Linked DNA regions of Mus musculus: all the other regions are linked to region 4. The links are chromatin contacts, called in public HiChIP or PLAC-seq maps. All regions are on one chromosome and are shown on one strand. Each heading gives the region's core, a stretch centred on a gene start, on an enhancer-like site or on the middle of the called end of the contact. The rest is flanking DNA. Distances are from core to core; before and after follow the strand shown. Region 1 overlaps Rab3gap2 (RAB3 GTPase activating protein subunit 2). Region 2 overlaps Gm34797 (a long non-coding RNA gene). Region 3 has its middle 15 kb from the start of Gm34229. Region 4 holds the start of Mtarc2 (mitochondrial amidoxime reducing component 2).

Evidence for each region. HiChIP or PLAC-seq counts read pairs in DNA pulled down with a chosen protein or histone mark.
Region 1: a contact with region 4 is called in an H3K4me3 HiChIP or PLAC-seq map of bone marrow-derived macrophages, with 3 times the contacts expected there. The contact joins the enhancer-like site here to the promoter of Mtarc2 in region 4. A contact is called at or near these places in 3 of 39 promoter capture datasets (the C10 cell line, cranial neural crest and frontonasal cranial neural crest), 1 of 484 Hi-C or Micro-C datasets (bone marrow-derived macrophages), 22 of 115 datasets of contacts at active chromatin or transcription factors (the 230-238 cell line, the NIH/3T3 cell line, the SCID.adh cell line and 14 more) and 1 of 9 other capture datasets (adipose tissue).
Region 2: an H3K27ac HiChIP or PLAC-seq map of embryonic stem cells shows a contact between it and region 4, with 10 read pairs. The contact joins the enhancer-like site here to the promoter of Mtarc2 in region 4. A contact is called at or near these places in 1 of 39 promoter capture datasets (the 3T3-L1 cell line), 1 of 15 datasets of contacts at CTCF or cohesin (the NIH/3T3 cell line), 1 of 484 Hi-C or Micro-C datasets (nephron progenitors) and 4 of 115 datasets of contacts at active chromatin or transcription factors (the SCID.adh cell line, bone marrow-derived macrophages and embryonic stem cells).
Region 3: an H3K4me3 HiChIP or PLAC-seq map of bone marrow-derived macrophages shows a contact between it and region 4, with 2.5 times the contacts expected there. The contact joins the enhancer-like site here to the promoter of Mtarc2 in region 4. A contact is called at or near these places in 7 of 39 promoter capture datasets (the 3T3-L1 cell line, the C10 cell line, the HPC-7 cell line and 2 more), 3 of 115 datasets of contacts at active chromatin or transcription factors (bone marrow-derived macrophages and pancreatic cancer cells) and 1 of 9 other capture datasets (liver).

What each region holds. Positions count from the first base shown.
Region 1 is chr1:185,223,368-185,226,294 of GRCm38.p6, forward strand. The region is part of intron 2 of Rab3gap2 (RAB3 GTPase activating protein subunit 2); the gene reads left to right. Among named protein-coding and RNA genes, the nearest start is that of Snora36b, 18 kb to the right of the region's middle. Within about 2 kb of position 1,489, at least 30 of the 459 cell types and tissues checked have an H3K27ac peak or open chromatin away from gene starts, as enhancers often do. A contact at or near this core is called in the NIH/3T3 cell line and bone marrow-derived macrophages, where this site is marked.
Region 2 is chr1:185,104,237-185,107,058 of GRCm38.p6, forward strand. All of the region lies in intron 2 of Gm34797 (a long non-coding RNA gene), which reads right to left. Among named protein-coding and RNA genes, the nearest start is that of Gm34797, 12 kb to the right of the region's middle. Within about 2 kb of position 1,290, at least 19 of the 459 cell types and tissues checked have an H3K27ac peak or open chromatin away from gene starts, as enhancers often do. A contact at or near this core is called in embryonic stem cells, where this site is marked.
Region 3 is chr1:184,446,044-184,448,992 of GRCm38.p6, forward strand. No RefSeq gene overlaps it. Among named protein-coding and RNA genes, the nearest start is that of Gm34229, 15 kb to the left of the region's middle. Within about 2 kb of position 1,263, at least 32 of the 459 cell types and tissues checked have an H3K27ac peak or open chromatin away from gene starts, as enhancers often do. A contact at or near this core is called in bone marrow-derived macrophages and pancreatic cancer cells, where this site is marked.
Region 4 is chr1:184,844,419-184,847,229 of GRCm38.p6, forward strand. It overlaps Mtarc2 (mitochondrial amidoxime reducing component 2), which reads right to left and starts at 1,490. Exons shown (of 8, transcript NM_133684.4): 1 at 1,128-1,490. The coding sequence starts at 1,399. Gm34451 (a long non-coding RNA gene) reads left to right here and starts at 1,429. Exons shown (of 2, transcript XR_865818.3): 1 at 1,429-1,819.

The DNA of each region.
Region 1 (2,927 bases), core at 239-2,738, 380 kb after region 4:
GTTTTCTAGATTCTTAGGATAGCATTATAGATAATTTATTTTAAATGTATTTTTCTTGTAATATAAATCTATATGTTCTTCTGTGCTCCCACAGGTTTTGTTGTGTGTTTTCAATTTCATTCAGTTCAAAATGTTTTCTGATCTCTTTTGGCTTCTTTTTTATCTGTGAGCTAGAAGTATGTTCCTTAGTTTGTAGATGCAGTAGTCTTCCCTTAAGGATGAGGGGGACTCTTCATGAGACCCCTGTAGGTGCCTGAAGCCTCTAGGAGAGCTACAGATCCTATATGTACTACTTATCTCATATGTACATGTGCATACCTTTGAGAAATTTAATTTATAAGTTAGATGCAGTAAAGATAGTCACAACAATAATCAGCAATGAGGTTGAAACATTTTAACAATATGCTGTAATAAAATTGCCAGCAGCATCCACCTTTGCATTTGGGAGTCATTATTAAGTAGAATAAGTTATCTGCTCTATGATATTCAGGCTGTTGCCTTAATAAACAAAATGACTACTAAGAGACTGATGGTGAGTGCAGTGTGCTGGACAGAGGCAGAGTTCACAGCTTCAGGACCCAGGGCCGGTGGAGTGGGACAGTGTGAAATCTCACTGTGGAAGTCAGAAGAGCACATGTTTTAGAACCCACGGTGGCCCACTGCTGGCATTTTCTCCTGGCTTCAGATGACTCGGTCACAGAAGGAGAACTGCAGAGAAGGAAAACTGTTATCGGGAATTCGCCAGATTTCTTTCTGCTGAGTAGTTCTGATTTTACCCTGTTATCAGAGGGCTGTTATGTACTTCCAAACTGTTGAAATCTATAGAGCCCATTTTATAGATTAATATATGGTCTGTTCTAAAAGATGTTCATCTCTGGGAAGAATTCTGCTGTTGATCGGGAAGGTTCTCTATATTTCAGGTGGGCCGCTCTGTTCATGTCTTCTCTGTTCTTCCTGATTTCTGTTCTTTGCATCAGCGAGAGAAGAAAGTGGAAATGTCCGTGTTTTGTGGAGCTGCCTCTTCCTTTGAGCTTTGCCAGAGTTGTGTCAGGACTGAGCAGTTCTCCTGTAGAGCGAGTGTCTCCCTGTATGCTTGTCGTACTTCTCCACGGCTCCTGCTTGGAAGTGTGCAGTGTCCCTGCTGGTGTGTAGTATATCTGTCCTGTCTGCACCTCACACAGGCTGTTCCTCCATGGCGTGCCTCTTTCCAAGCCTTTCCATCTTAGCTGACTTAGGGTTTTGAAGCTAATTTGTGTTTTTAATAGATAGCTGGATTTTGCATTTTTAGTCAGCCTGATACATAAGGCTTTCATCAAGGCTTTCATTTTATGATTTTGTGATTGTTGTAGTTAAATTTCCATCTGCAATTTGGCTATTTATTTTGTATATACCTCATCACTTTTTAGTTCCTGTATTAGTCACTGTTCCCTAGGGGAAGCGAATCAGAGGAATGACTATGTTAGAAGGGACCTATTAAACTGGTCCATGACATGACCCGAGTGTCTGACAAAACCCTGGAAACTCAGAGCCTGTAGCTCTGAGTTAGTCCATGCCTCTGGCTGTCTCAGCAGTCCTAGTGTGGTGCTGAAGGCCTGGAAGGTTCCTGGAGAGCCACTGTCTTCAGTCAGTGTTGGAAGCCTGAAGAAGCAGGCTTCTGTATCAGTGAAGGTGGGGTAGATGAACTTGGCAGCAGGAGCAGAGGCAGACAGCAAAGGACCTCATGGTGTGGGCTGCTACTGGAAAATGATGCCCACATTTTAAGATGGACCTTTCCACTTTAGGTATCGAAATGGAAGCCTGTCTTCCGCTCAGTGCTCAGCCATGAGGTTCTTCCTAGTTCTAGTTGGTGATAACCAGGATTGGCCGTCAGAGTGTCTTCTAACTCTTTACTCCATTCTCTGTGTTAAACAAGTATTTAATGTGTCATTTCAATCACTCAGATTTGTGTCAACATTGTTACGTTACATGTATGTTATATTGGTGACTTGCATACTATATAATTCACTCTTAAAGTATACAACTCAGTTTTCTTAGTATTCTCAAAGTTCTCTAACTACTGTCACCATCGAAGTTAATAATATTTAATTACCCTAAGAGAACCCCCATTACCCATTACTGGTCACTTCCTAGACTTTCCTGTCCTCCAGTGACAACTGACTGACTTTCTGTGTATGGATTTACCTGTTTTGACTCACTGGCTCCTACCCACTCCCAGTTCAGACCCCATCATGGTTTTTACCTACATCGTTTGTTTGTGGTCTGGAAGGCCTCCTCCTTTTCTTTGTTTCTCCTCACAGCTGTACCAGGCATGTCACTCAGCAGAGGTAAGACTGTTACGTCAACTACTTTCTGTGATTATGAGCAACCCTAATGGGTTATATCCAGAGGCACAGCAAGTAGCAAAATGAGAGGCTTGTCAGATACTCAAAATTCAGAAGTCCAAGTCCTCGCCAAGGTCACAGATATTATCACCCACAGGAAGGTAAAGTGGAAAGGAGACTTCGAAGGCTCCTGCTAGGAACAGACCTCAGACTTCCCCAGAACAAAACTGGATTTTGTCCACATTCAAGATGATGCCAACAGTGGAACCAGAGTGTCTTGCTGTACCCTTTCTGTTCAGTGGTGTCCAGGCACTGCAACCATAAGCACCGAGGGTGTTCTCAGTCGGCTGCCGTTGGGCAGAGGCTGAGTAGTGGAGGAAGGTGAGCTTTTGCTGCCATTGGTCCATCACTGGAGAGCTAGTCCATGGTGAGGCTGGATCATGAAGAGAATCTACAGAGATGTTTCCAAGAGTTAGTGAGGCAGCAGCCACCATAGCTGAGTCCCGTGCTGAGAGGCCGGCCCGTCCGCTGGACCCAGGTGCTCTGTTTCTGTGCTTGCCATCACTGCTCTGCAAGTTGACTTGAGAGAATAAAGGCGTTTGCAGC
Region 2 (2,822 bases), core at 40-2,539, 260 kb after region 4:
TTTATGTTACTCAGTACTGAGGGGAAATGGATGTGGTGTGAGTGGCATGGCCTCAAAGGAGAAGAAGCAAACAAAGAGAAGAAACCACCAAGACTGAATGCAGGTATCCTTGACACCCAGTTTCTAGACCTGCATAACTAGAGGCATCTTCTCAGACGGGCAGTAGGAGAAGTCTGTCCACCCTTGGCAAGGCTCTGCCCTGGAAGGGAATGAGAACACAGAGATGTACTGCCCAGGAGCCAGCACACAGTCATCTCAGCCCATAGCCACAGAAGCTCTGTAGCCATCACATATGTTGCGGGGAGTATTAAAACTGAACGGGCACATTCGCGTGGTGCTTATGCCTGCAACTTTCTGCCCCAGCAGCCTGGCCGTTGCAGCTCTCAGCACCATTGCACTGGTGGGCAATAGCCGACCTGTTATTATCTCATGGAGACTGACTCAGAATTCCAAAATCTCTCCACCTAGCTTGCTAAGTTCCCACTGGTGGGCTGTTATCATGCCAGGCCAATGTTTCAAAGCCCTCACAGCCTTTGCCGCCGTACCTTTCTCTCTTGAACCCAGAAGGAAAACACACAAACTTAGTTCAGAAACGACAGTAACTCAATCACTGGGTGCAACAACTAAAATCCTAATCTCATAAGCCTTATTAAATCTAAATCCTCGTCGGGTAGCGAATCCAGATGGATCTGCCATTGAAACCAGAAGACACTTGTAGCTACATCTTGTCCTCACCCTATCCCTGTCCAAAAGGGCCTAACTCTCTCCGGCTTCATCTCTTCCTCTGTTCTGAAAGGAAGTCCTGGAAGTCCCGCCTACTCGCCCAGTGATTGGCTCCTTCTTTCATTAGGGGATGGTTCACAGAAGTCACCTGAGTATGTAACTCATTCCTCATTTGCAGCCCCTCCCAAGAGAGCGGAATTAGCATCAAAATACAAGGGACCCCAGGGCTATCCACAACACAAGTACAGAGCCCTTGGGGAGCTCAGGGCCTTAGACTTCCCACAGCTGGATCCTCTCTTAGGCCTTGCCAGTTTTAGGTATAACTTCACACAGGCCCTGCAGAATGAGGAAGGAGATCTAGTGTATGGAAGCCACCATTAATGCCACTCTCACTGCAAGGTCTTTAATTCACACCCACTCATTCACACATCCACTAGCCTATAGAGGCACAGGAAATTCACTTGCATTCTTAAAATTAGCCCAGAAATTCTGTCTCCCTCCCTCCCATCCACAAGATCAGCTTGTCTGTTACCCTTTAAGGCCAATGCAGTTTGGGGCGGAGTCTTACACGTGGCTCCTAGATTTCAAATGCAACCTGCTCTGTCTAGGTTTGCCTTCCATGCTTTCTGTCACCTTGCCTCCCCCTTACCCCTTTGGACTGCCCCAGAAAGCATCTCACCTCCACAGTTCTGCCCAACAGCTGCCAACACTAGGGCCCAGGCACCTGACCCACATCCTAACCACTTGTGAACTTAAGCTTACAGGGACTCCTAGCTTTATTTAGTATGTCATGCCTCTTCAGAAGCGTGTGAAATATGAAGCACTGTGCTGTGTGAGTGTGTGTGTGTGTGTGTGTGTGTGTGTGTGTGAGTGTGTGAGTGTGTGATGTATCTGTGTGTGTATGGTGTTCATGAATGTGTATGAGAGTGTGTGATGTGTCTATTTGAGTGTGGATATAAGTGTGTGTGTGTGGTGTGTATCCATAATTGACACAGTATCAAAGCATTATTTAGACACTCCTTCTAAAGGTACATTGATAAAGTATACAAAGAAAAACCAGCCTCAAGACAAAGAAAATAATTATAATTATCAAATACTAGTGTCCAAATATTATTACAATATTACAGTTGTTCTTGGTGTTTATTTTTCACATGCATGAGCACACACAGACACACACACACACACACACACACACACACACACACACTCCAATGTAGCTGGTATTGTCCTGATTCCCCAATATCATGGAGCTTAGAGCAAGGCAGAAAAGAAATTCGATCCCCAGTTAGCTTGGCCTGAAAGCACATTGTCTTAGCGCTCTGTGTCCTTGCCCCTCCCCTGTAATAGAGTCAGGTGTGAGGCCCAGTCATAGGGCCTAGAGGAAGGGTCTCTCAGAAGTCACAGTAGCTCAGACTATTCTAATGTCTCGTGGTTTCATGACAGCAGGAAGTGGGACCCAACTGGAATGTGTGGTGAACTCTGTCCCAGCTCCTTGATCTTTCCAGGTTTCTTTTCTCTTCACTTCCAGTCTCTCTTCCTTCCTCACCTGACACAGCTCAGGGCATTTGGTTTTGTCTTGGTGTTTTCCAGACACTGTTTCTCTGTGTAGCCCTGGCTGTCCTGGAACTCACTCTCTAGACCAGGTTGGCCTCAAACTCATCCATACCCCCCCTCTCTCTCCCTCTCCCTCTCCCTCTCCCTCTCCCTCTCCCTCTCCCTCCCCCTCCCCCTCACCCCTCTCCCTCCCCCTCCCCCTCCCCCCTCCTCGCTCCTTCCAGAGTGCTGGGACTAAAGGCATTCACCACCCACCCACCCTTGGCAAGCTCAGGGCATTTATAAAGACTTGCTTTTCAGATGGGAGGCCCTACAGGTTACATGCTGGTCACAGAGACAATGGCTCAAAGTAGCCTTCAAAATGGCTTCTAGTGGTGATAATGACTGTAGCTTGGGGACTCTCCTTTGTACCCATCCTTGCTGTGTACTCTTCCTCTGTCCTTTCAGACAAGCCCGTGGCACCTATGGCAAGTGTCTGAATATTCTGCATTGCTGATGCCGTGCCTTCTGAAGTCTTGCCCTGGCTGTAAAATTTGATACTTGAA
Region 3 (2,949 bases), core at 13-2,512, 400 kb before region 4:
ATAAAATGACTCCTACTGCTATGCCCACAGCTCAGAGCATTGCTCGATTCCATCAGAAAAGCTTCTTCTTGCACTAGAAGACTGTTAGCACAGGGATCTGCAACTGGGCACTATGCAGGGAGTAAGGGCCTTTGGAGCACATGATCTTAAATGGAATGTCTTCATTAGAGCCCTGCCCTCGAGCTTCAGGGAACTGTGTAGAAGAGGGGAGGAAAGACTATAAGAGCCAGACGTGGTGGCTGACACAATAGGACTGAGGCACATATGAGCTCATAAGGGCTGTGGCAGCACGCACAGGTCTAAGCCAGATGAGTCCAGAACTGAGAGGGGGAAGTGGACACAGGGTTCCACCACTACCCAAGATGTTATTTGCCATTGCTACCTTCTGGGAAAGAGGAAAATCCGTTTTCTCCAATGGAGTGTCATTGGGTATATCAACCACACTCCAGGGCTGGCTTTGGGGCCAAGAGGAGTGACCAACACAACACAAACCAGACATGGTGGTGGTGGTGGTGGTGGTGGTGGTGGTGGTGGTGGTGGTGATGTGTGTGTGTGTGTGTGTGTGTGTGTGTGTGTGTGTGTGTTTCATTTTGGCATTTTTTAAATATTACTGGGTTTTTGTTTGGTTTGATTTACATTTTTTCATTTCTGTTCTTGTCATTTGAGAGAGAGAGAGAGAGAGAGAGAGAGAGAGAGAGAGAGAGAGAGAGAGAACATGAAGTTGGTGGGTATGAAGGTGGGGAAGATCTGGGAGGAATCAAGGAGGTGAAATGTGATCAAAACCTATGGAAAAATAAACAATTTTAAATAGGTACAAAGAACTTAAAATATTGTTAGGATTTGTTTACCTAAAATGTTAGGGAATGTGTGCCTTCAGATTTCTTCTATTCTCTAGAGCTCTGAGCAAGGACAACACCATGTAAAACTCTGTCCTCAGAGGCACCGATGCCCAGTGTGCCCCACACTCTGTGTTCTCTCTGAGTAGCTCAGGTGCACACAGCGACCATTCCTAAGTCTCACTATTGACTGCTTTCTCCAAACCTGACTCTTGGGTTGTCCTCAATCCAAGCCCTTCCTGCTTTCCTTCAGGAAGAATGACACGGTTACAGCTCCAGGCCGGCTTTTGTTCTCCAGTATCTGAAATCCTCAAAACTGCTTCACTTACTTGTTAGCAATAAAGCAAAATTGCACAGTTAAGAAAATTGTTGAGACTATAAAAGCACTTGGCTCCTCTCCCCTAATCCAGAAGGTACTGTGTGTTCTTTGGATCCCAGACAACGCTTTGGGCAGTTCCAGATAAGGTATCCAATAACTTCACTCTGTGTCCTCATTTTTCTTGCCCTCATTCCAGAAAAAGTTGGACAGCTGCCTCCTAAATAATTTTATTGTGAGGAAAGTTATTATGAAAACATACTCCACTGGTTTTCACTGACCTCCAAAACACACTCCCTAATTAAGTGCAAATGGGAGCTGACTTGGAGCAGGTTGTCTCTGATTTTGGACTTGGGAGCCTTCTTAAAGTTTATGAACTCTATACTCGAGCTCTGTCTGCCAAACGAGGAATTTCTTATTTCATTTGGTGACTGCTCTGAGGTTATATAACGCTTCCCCAAAAGCCCTGGATGCTGAAGATGCGTAAACCATCTGTCTATGCTGAAAAGTCAGAGAAAGAGAGGGAGGGAGGGAGGGAGGGAGGGAGGGAGGGAGGGAGGGAGAGAGAGAGAGAGAGAGAGAGAGAGAGAGAGAGAAGAGAGAAGAGAGAAGAGAGAAATTCATTGCCCCTTCTATCTGTCTCCGAGTACAACTAATTATTTATCCAGAGGAATTTCCTTGTGGCTTTTTATTTTAATATTGAGTTCCTACATAACCATAAAATTTTACAGTACTGAAGAGGCAATGATGGTATTCATGCCCTCACGTCTTTTTATAGGAGCCTATTTGGCTTTAATATTTAAAGAAACCCGAGGACCTGGCAAAGAGAAGCATGAGAAGAGAGGCCCAGAGGAGGCAACTTGTGCTTCATCTCGGGCCTCCAGTCTTTCCCTCCCCAGCCAGCAGGGGGCAGTAGTAATAGAGGCCTGGAAGCTGCTTCCTTCTTGAACTATGAAGAGACTTAAACAAGGAGAAATGATGAAAGCCAAAGGGGTTTCTCTGACCTCCTCTGGTCCTCCCTGGCAGGAGTAAGCCTCTGGCGGATTAACTTCCAGGTCCTTCGCCTGCTAACTTAGGTTGTGGCAAATATTTGGACGGCAGCCGTTAAGTGGTAGTCTCGAGCCCACGCTCTGCCAAGCTGAATCCCACCATCATTTGATGCAGCCTTTTGACAAAGAGAAACGAAGCTGATGAGTATTTCTGATGTCCTGAAGGTGAAGACACTGAGGCTTAAAGCCGTGTGCAGATTGCTCAAGGTTACAGAGCTAAAACTGAAACCCAGACTAAGGAAAGAGTTCAAAGTTTCTCATCGTTGACCCAGGTACCAAGCTTTATTTGAAATTTTGGTTTCTTTGATTTCGTTACTTAATTTTTAATAGCATGTAGTTCAGGCTGGCCTTGAACCTGTGATCCTCCTCCTTCAGTCCCTGAGAGGCGGGATTGCATGTGTACGCCACCACAGGCAGTTCATCGTTAAAATTATTTTACCTGACAAAGCAGATACAAGTATTTTTTTTTTTAGCTTTTCTTTTTTGTTAATTTCTGACATGGAAAACTTGAGGTAAACAACCATCAGCTGAAGTTGAACACTTCTACATCAACAACCAGTAATGGACAGAATGGTATTCCACCAGCCTGGCTAACAATGGTGACATCATTGAATGGTTTTGTGAACTTTGATGTTGGACACTCTTTCTTTCAATGGTGTAACATCATACCAACTAGACACTCCGTATCACCCTGACTCTCTGTGGCTGTTTGAGCAACATGAGACTCTGTGAGGAGCCCAAGGCTTGC
Region 4 (2,811 bases), core at 240-2,739:
ATATAGCTCAGGCAGGCCTTGAACCCAAATCTACAGCTTCCCTGGAAGTGACCTTGAACTTCTGATCCTCCTGTGTGGAAATGACTGGCATGTGCCACCATGCCTCCCTTGGATGCTGGAGGATAAAATTCAGGGCTTCACGAACCCTTGGCAAACACTCTCTCCTACCAACGGAGCTATATCCCCAGGCCCTCAGTAAATGATAATTTAAACCCAAACCTCCCAGCATTGCAAACATAGGCCGCCAATGAGGAATGGAAAATCCATGAGCGGAATTCCTGATCTATAAATTTATTCTGTAGCAGAACTAAACTCTTTTTTTTTATTCTAACCTCCTTTATTATTATTTCATACCCGTTTGTGACTAGCTCTCTATCGCCATCTACCACAACCCCTCCCTCGCCCCACCCCCGGCAAACCGTGTAATTCTGCTCCTTACTCGTTCAAGTGGTCACCAGAACTAGAGGGAAGGCCCGATGTTCTTGAAAACGCTCAGCCAATGGCATTTTATATTTCTAGTGTCCTACAGTTAGGAGAGCTGTACGGACAGCTGACAGGGGAGTCTCCCCCCCCCCCCCCACCCCCCAGGGTTCCAGGAATGCTCCAACTCAGTTTTCCAAAACTACTTTAGCCAGAAGCACGGGCTTCGCAGCTAAAGGATCAAAGCTCGACAGCCCAGAGAATTCAGGCAACAAGCCTCAGTTCTGTGAAGCCGAAAGGGGTGGGGGCCGAAATCCAGGCGCTCTGTTTCGCTTTAGAGTAAATTTGCATGTGGTAAAACTAAAATTCTCCTCCCGGAAGGTCTCCCCACAGACATATTTGGGCTTGCAAACTTAGATTTCAACTTGAACACGCTCGTCAATGTGCACCGTGCTGTAACTGCTGTCATCTCTTTCCCATATGTGTGTTTCCCAGAAGCAACAAACCCTTACTTTCTAGGTTTGGGGAGAACACAGCTTGCAGTACGGAACTCCTCTCTCGACTTGCTCCAGGCTCAGGCTCACAAAGTTTGCACTCACCGAGGGGCGCCTGGTTCCAGGTCTCACACTTCCGAGCAAGGATAGGCAAGGCCCCACCTCCCTCGCCCCGGCCCATTCGCGCCCGGTGCAGTGCGGGGCTCGGCGTACCTGTCGCGCACTTTGCCACAGCGCAGCCCCATGTCCGTGCACTCGGTCTCACACACCGACACCCCCTTGCAGGACTTGATCGGGTAGATCCAAACCTTCGACACCGTGCCCACCTGCTGCAGCTGCCGGCGCCGCCGGGGACGCGTGCGACGCCAAGCTACGGTCCCCAGCGCCACCGCAGCCAGCCCCAGCGCGGCGACGCCGAGCCAGGTGGACCGCGGCTGCCCAGGGAGGCCGAGGCGAGCCAGAGCCGTAGAGCTGGAGGAACCCATGTTACACTATCCCGGGCAGGCCTGGGCTACTGGGCCGCGGTGTCGAGGCGGGGCTTAAGGCTCCGGGAGTGTGGGAGGAGCCAGGGTTGGCGCAGCCGCACTGCCTGTCAAACTTATGCTGCTCACGTCCAGATCAGTGTCGGCGGAGCCTGGCCCACGCCCATCGCGGGTGACAGCGTGGGGTGGTCACTTTCATTTTACTTTGTCTCTGTCCGCCTTTAAAGTGATCCCTCCCCCCATGACTCTTCAACCTGCTACACTCATTAACCCTTTTGCTTCTAAAAGGAGCACACTCAATTGTGCAAGAAGCTGCTGCACTGAAATGAAGCAGAATGGAGGAATGTTTCCTGGGGACAACTTTGGGATAGGTCTCCCGAAGATCGCGCAACTCTCTGGAACGCTCGGCTTCCATCTCTGCAGGTAGAGACAAAACTACTGGCGCGGCTTCTGGCAGCGTGACCTGAGGTTACAGGTACACCAGCCAATTAAGACAGCGCAAGGAAGGGAAAGGCTGCCAGAGCTTACCACTTGCTGAGGTCCGAATAGAGGACTCTGGTCGACTTTTCTCAGACAACGATCTAAACGGAATCCAAATGTCAGGCTTTGGCTAAGAGATAGCCCCAAGTTCAAGATCACGGTGGGCTATTGATGGCCAGGACCTGTCTCAGAAGCATCAATGATTAACTCATCAGTTGAAAGCCGCTCAACCCATAAAGGTCCTGGCTGCCAACACTGACATCTCGAATTCAGTCCCTGGGAGCCATGTGATAGAAGGGAGGGAACCATTTCTTGAACAAACAGAGAGAGTGGGAGGGAGAAGGAGAGGGGGACTGGGAAGGGGAGGGGAAGACTGAGACAAGAGACACGAGAGAGGAGAGGGTGGGAGGTGTACATGGAGAGACAGAAAGAGGAGACAGGGGGAGAATAAACGCTAAATAAATAAATGGCGAAATGACTCAGTGGTTAAGAGCACCCAGATGGACTCCCAGTACTTACATAGCAGATCGTATCTGTCTGCAATTCCAGTGCCAAGAGACCCCCACTCTCTCTGCCCCCTGCAGACCCCCACTCTCTCTGCCCCCTGCAGACCCCCACTCTCTCTGCCCCCCGCAGATAGCTGGAACACAGGTGGTACTCAGGCATACATGCGGGCAAAAACATCCACATACTTAAAATAAAAATAAAAATTTTAAAATAGCCAAGGGCTTAGAATGTTGAATTCTGCTGCGTGGACAGTCACCAGAGACGACAGACTTCTGCATGGGAGGAAAGACAGGACAGAGCCCCAACCTCTGTAACTGGCAGAGCAAGTGTGTTTGCTTCTGATAGGTGACACAGACTGAGAGAGCCTACCCATGTAGCACGTGTTCCCCCCCCCCTTCTCTGCCCCTTCACTTTCCCTCTGAAAAGCT